Linked DNA regions of Hordeum vulgare: region 2 is linked to region 1. Evidence: chromatin contacts called from public Hi-C data. All regions are on one chromosome and are shown on one strand. Each heading gives the region's core, a stretch centred on a gene start, on an enhancer-like site or on the middle of the called end of the contact. The rest is flanking DNA. Distances are from core to core; before and after follow the strand shown.

Evidence for each region. Hi-C and Micro-C count contacts between places; a contact is called where the count stands out from the background.
Region 2: a Hi-C map of seedling shows a contact between it and region 1, with 3 times the contacts expected there. The contact joins the promoter of LOC123452831 here to the promoter of LOC123395035 in region 1. A contact is called at or near these places in 2 of 6 Hi-C or Micro-C datasets (leaf and seedling).

The regions. Positions count from the first base shown.
Region 1 is chr5H:356,710,705-356,713,829 of MorexV3_pseudomolecules_assembly, forward strand. LOC123395035 reads left to right here and starts at 1,316. Exons shown (of 10, transcript XM_045089950.1): 1 at 1,316-1,476; 2 at 1,664-1,802; 3 at 2,480-2,568. The coding sequence starts at 1,415.
Region 2 is chr5H:357,081,592-357,084,680 of MorexV3_pseudomolecules_assembly, forward strand. LOC123452831 (ribulose bisphosphate carboxylase small subunit, chloroplastic) reads left to right here and starts at 1,270. Exons shown (of 2, transcript XM_045129554.1): 1 at 1,270-1,490; 2 at 1,613-2,239. The coding sequence starts at 1,344. The coding sequence ends at 1,993.

The DNA of each region.
Region 1 (3,125 bases), core at 66-2,565:
GTCCAATATCAACAAACAACAACATTCTATCTGTCTTCTCATCAAGACTAAGCTCCGTGAGACCATTATTACTGAGTGTAAGGATGGGGACACAGTAGTATACCTTCAACCTCCCTGCCATCTCATAACCAATCTCCTCAACAAGGTGTTCAATCATAATTGGTGATCAAATGACCTTCTCCAGATTATCATATCAAATGGCACGACCATTAACATAAGCACGGTTCCTTCCATGCCCAACAAAAAATCCATCATGATTGATTTCCACACATAAATGGGTGCTTCGAGGGCCTATACAACAAACAACATGCATCAGAATCGACTTCAGTATCATTTCAGTTGAGTATCTAAAATCTAAGCCCCGATTCTCAAATCACCAAATCCATTGCTGAAACCCTAGTACAATCCATCGAAACTACCAACCGCAAAGCATCTATAATGATAGTGCGGGCCAAAAAGGAGGGGTTTTAAACATCAAAACACAAAAAACTCGGATTTACGCAAGATGAAGACTTATTGTACACGGAGATGGCGTCCCTTCTCGCGACGAAGAGGGGCCATCGCCACCACCTATCGCCGGTGGAACAGACGCGGTGGCGGCGCCTCTGCAACCATAGAAGAAGTCAACACCTGCCCTCGCCGGGACGCCGATGATCGCCGGGGCGACGTCGCCTATGCAACGTCTCCCCTTTCGCCAATCAAAGACGAAGAGGCGTCGTCAGTGAAGGAGGGATGAATGAGGGTTTCAGCAATGCCCAAGTTTTTTTGCTTATTTTGCATAGCGTCACGTCCGCGGTTCGCCACCCCAACGACTGGTCAACAAGTGGTCAAACGAGCATGTACACACCACATACGCGCAACCGTGATCATATTTTCACGTCACATCGTATATAATGACCGTAACAGCCGTATTCCAAAGCTGGATGATCGTATCGTGCTTCCGTCTCAATTCCAATGACCGTGGGTGTATTTATCACAATTTTAAATATGAACTTTTCTTAAAACTAATATGTATATCACATCTAGATGTATTTTAGCAAAATTATTTTAAATATGAAGTTGATCACTACACATATGATGTGTTTTTTTTTCTTCCTTTTGATGAGAGATGGTAACGTGAGTTTTGACCAACCTAAAACACAGCCAAAACACCCGGAACGGCCGCGGCATGGCACACGACTTCGCTAGTCGCTACGTTCGCCGCCTAGGAACCGCACGTCAAGCCGCGACCTGGCACGCCCTGGCTGCGCCACCTGGGCCGCTTCCGCCATCCGCGCGGACCATATAGTAGATCCCAAACCCCCTCTCGCGAACATTCCACTGTTACACACACCTTTGCCCCCGTTCCCCCCTGCTCGATCCCCCGTCCCTCCGTTTTCGGCGCGGCCGCGAGGAGAGTTCGTCGTCGGCGGCGATGAGGTCGGCCCTGAGCCACCTGATCCGCTCCTCCAGCTCTGCCTCGCCCTCCCGTCTCAGGTGACCCCCGTCGTCCCTTCTCGTGTCATGCGTTTCAGACAGCCCCGAGGACATTGCGGTGGCTTTATCGCAGTCGCGAGCCGCATTTGGCGACCGGATTGTAGCGCGGAATCCTAATTTCTTCTTGTTGCCGAGATATTATCGCCGACTGTGTTTTCTCTTACCCTGGGTGGGACGATGTGAGCAGCTCGCCAGTTCTATTAAAGAACGGCAAGGCGTTCTCGAGCGATGCCACGCCCAGGGATTCCCGGCTGGTTGACGAGCCTTTCAAGGTCGAGGAGGCAGAACCCGTGAAGGTGCCGCCGCCGCCACCTTCTCCTGATAAGGTAATGGTGCGATTGAGTGCATTTTCCTAGTTTGCTGGAGATCGTTTTGTTACATCTCGATGGTACTTACTGTTCATACCCATATGCTCCGAGAGGCTCATTTTTGCCATGTGGATGAGCACCGTGGCACCAGCAGATACATCCTGTTGTGGATAGAACAGTTTTCCTCATGCCCACTGGAATCACATTATAGCAATCATGTGTGTGTGTGTGTGTGTTGGGGGGGGGGGGGGGCGCTGAAACTCGAGACTCGTGAGACCTTACTCTATAAGTTTATAGTTGATGATCAGTATTGGGAGTGAGGCTCTATACATCAGAAAGCAGAAATGCCACAGATATATAGTTGGGAATATCAGGGGACAAGTGGAGAAAATTGGATACCCCTGTTCAGTTTCTAACTTCACCCTTATTTCGTTTCATTAACATTGTATTGATACTTCACATTGATAATCATGTTATACATGTATGCACAACATTTCCGCATGGAGTGGTGTTTCATGCATGCACAGCTGTACATGTAATACTGTTCTATTTATAGAGATGGTTATCTTTTTTATTTTTGGTATAACTGGTGTAGCTCATTATATGCTTTTGGCGCGTTTGACACAATTTGTGAGTGTGTTTGTTCTTGTGTTCCATCTTTTGTTAGGATGCCTCTGACCTTTGTGTCAATATAGCTGCTTGTGCTAGGTGGAAGTGGTTTCGTTGGTTCACACGTTTGCAAGGAGGCGTTGGAGAGAGGATTTGTTGTCTCTAGTCTAAATAGGTAATTCCAGAAGCTATTTTTGTCAACTGATATTTCATTCTTTACTTCTTCTTTAGCCTTTGCATGAACGTGGGTTGCACTTTTTTTTTGTCTGTAAGCTGTTAAAAACTATTTAAGAATAAATAAGAAATCACTATCTATCCTGGTCTCCTGGATTTTAACTGGAAGTCCAACATATTTATGGACAAATATAATCCTTTATTCTACCTGTAGATAAGATGACAAACTCCTAGAAGTTTCTGCTGATGTGCTTGGCTTCAGCACTACATGAAAGCTTCCCATTCGCCTATTTCAAATTTCTACATTGTCTCACTGATGATGATTTGCTTGTTTGCTGTATGTACTTCTGTAGTAGCTCTCAGTTTGTTGGATATATGTTGAAAAAACCCTCGTAAAGCTTTTTTTGTGTAAATTCCACTTACCTCATGAATTCATGATATCAAGTTGTCAACCATGGTTCATCTATACAGCTTACGAACCATAAGATACATTTGGAATTCTGCTTTGAAGATGAAGTCGTTGGTTTTGTTCACTTAAGGTACACAAATCGTGTCCGT
Region 2 (3,089 bases), core at 20-2,519, 370 kb after region 1:
TGATGCGCATGATGCGATGATGAATGTGACAGACAATCTAATCGCACGACGGCAATAAAATATGAGGGGAATCTTATAGAACGTCGGTCTCGGGCTGTCACACACATGCACTTTTCAGGTTGCAACTCTCGCACCACATATCCTCTATTATGGGTACGGGATAGGTTTGGGAGTGATGTGAGGATGCTTGTTTGGGAGGGAGGGAGGGAGGGAGAGGGAGAGGGAGGAAGAGGGAGGGAGGGAGGGAGGGAGGGAGAGAGAGAGAGAGAGAGAGAGAGAGAGAGAGAGAGAGAGAGAGAGGAGGGAGGGAGGGAGGGAGGGAGAGGGAGAGAGAGAGAGGGAGGGAGGGAGGGAGAGAGAGGGAGGGATGGGGAGAGAGGGAGAGAGGGAGAAGGAGAGGGAGAGATGGAGAGTGAGAGCCAACGACTAACCAACACCACCTCGGTGTAGAAAATGAGGTGATCACACAATTTTGCATCATCATCATTATCACCATCGTTGTTTTTGTTGTTGTTGTGATGAATTGTGATGCTAGCCTTAGTTTGTTCGTGTGATTTTGTACATTGATGATCATTGTCATCACTGTTTTTTTTATTTTTATGTAATGTTGTTCTTATTGTTGTGATGTTTGCCTTAATTTATTCCTTTGAGTTTGTACACTCAAAGAAAATTCTACATGAGAGACATCAAGCAGCTAGCAATGCCATGCTTAGGAGTATCTTACTGTTGAATCCGAAAGTGAGATTGCAAACGGCGGCCAAAGTCGACCGGTTTTCACAGCGACACAACCATTTCATAAACTATCTATGCTGAGACTTGAGACATCATATCACGGACATGACTTCGGCATACTAACCGTGTAGGATGAAGGAAGCTGTGTTTGCCAAGTATTAATCTGGAAGTGTACCTAAGGCAGATGCCCTTTCACAATATATAATCACCTCTAGTTTCCCTCAAATAAAAGTTAACTCTAGTTAGTAGGCGTAGCAATGCTGATACATCTCACTATCTCACCATATATACGGTACAGCCAACCTGGAGAATAATGCAAATGGGCATGAGTGCAAGTAGCAAGCAATGAGTAGGGCCAGCAGCTAGCAGGGCACACGGCCGTTGATTCTATGGTGCAGAGGATAAGGCGCGCAGACATGTGGTTGTTTATCCCGACCTTATCAGGACGCGGTGATCCGCGGGGGCTTATCGCCGCTGCCGAACGGCAGCCACTCCTTCCACATCTTGTTCAGGAAGGGCCCAAGGGTTATATAAGCCTTGCTGACCCAACGAACCAGTCCTCAAGCCAGTGTGCCTCCCTCTAGCAAGCTATATACCTACATAGTACAGCTATGGCCCCCACCGTGATGGCCTCGTCGGCCACCTCCGTCGCTCCTTTCCAGGGGCTCAAGTCCACCGCCGGCCTCCCCGTCAGCCGCCGCTCGAACGGTGCTAGCCTCGGCAGCGTCAGCAACGGTGGAAGGATCAGGTGCATGCAGGTAAACAACATCGTCTCTGTCTTTCTAGTCATTTTTAAGCCGACGGATGTCAAGAAGAACAATCAAACGTGTAGAACTAGAGTTATAGTCTCTTAATGTATAGACGTGAATCTGATTTGCAGGTGTGGCCCATCGAGGGCATCAAGAAGTTCGAGACCCTGTCTTACTTGCCACCACTCAGCACGGAGGCCCTCCTTAAGCAGGTCGACTACCTGATCCGCTCCAAGTGGGTGCCTTGCCTCGAGTTCAGCAAGGTTGGGTTCATCTTCCGTGAGCACAACGCATCTCCTGGGTACTACGATGGCCGGTACTGGACAATGTGGAAGCTGCCTATGTTCGGATGCACCGACGCCACACAGGTGCTCAACGAGGTGGAGGAGGTCAAGAAGGAGTACCCTGACGCGTATGTCCGCATCATCGGATTCGACAACATGCGTCAGGTGCAGTGCGTCAGCTTCATCGCCTTCAAGCCACCAGGCTGCGAGGAGTCCGGCAAGGCATAAACAGCTCACTGACGATGGGCCACATATAAAGTGCCATTGCAGTTTTGTCAACTCTGACATTGCTTTGGGTTTTCCTTCTCCATTTATCTTTCTTATTTGTTCCTAAGAATATGTGTATGTCCATGTTCATGTACCAACATGGCTCGAGAAAACATGCTTGTATGTGAATGCTGTCGGTGGCTATGTATATGCACGTACGCATAATATTATACAATAATATGTCAACTATATACGTTTTAATGGTAACCAATGGAAAATATCTCCAGCACCGTGCTTATACTTTTTATTAGGAACTTCTGTCTTAGTTTTTATCCCTAAGATGTAGGGTTATAAACATGGCCCCACGGAACGTTGGCCAATAATATGATATTAGTTGTATCTATAAGTGTGACATAGGGCTAAATCTCAGGCTAGAGTATAACTAAAGGGAAAATGAGGAAGTTGTATTATATTTCTTGCAAAGATAGAATTATTACAATCTATCTATACTTATACTAATTCTAGACTTTCTAAAAATTCCCATGTTAATTAAAAATTAGGAACCGTTGATCCCGTGGGGCCGAATTACTACGGTGTAGATCAATCCTGAAAATTCTAAGATTAGTTAAAATTCCCTATGATTTATGTTACTCTTGTGCCAAAAAAATCTCTTGCGCCAACAAAAAGAACCAATGAACCAAACCACACCAAAATCTGACACAATCTCCTAGGTATTTTTTTTTCCTTGGTAAATCTCGCATGGCTCTCTCTCACGTACGTCCAAAACCTGACCCAAATTATCAGGTCTCATATATCCCTTTTTTTCCACCAACTGTATATTTATCTCTCAAGACTCCCCCTTCTGTTTTTTCCCAGGATGTCTCCTTTCAAAATCTCACGTATCTCCAAACCGGAAAATCTCTCACATATCTTACTCACGTCTCATTAACCATTGATTTGATGGGCCCAAGTGATTACATCTTAAATTTATATAAACTCTGGACCACGCAACAAGATATTACGTACTTCCTCCGTTTCAAAATATAAGACCTTTTAGAGATTTCACTAGAAGAGTACATACAGAGCAAAATGAGTGAATGTACACTCTAAAATATGT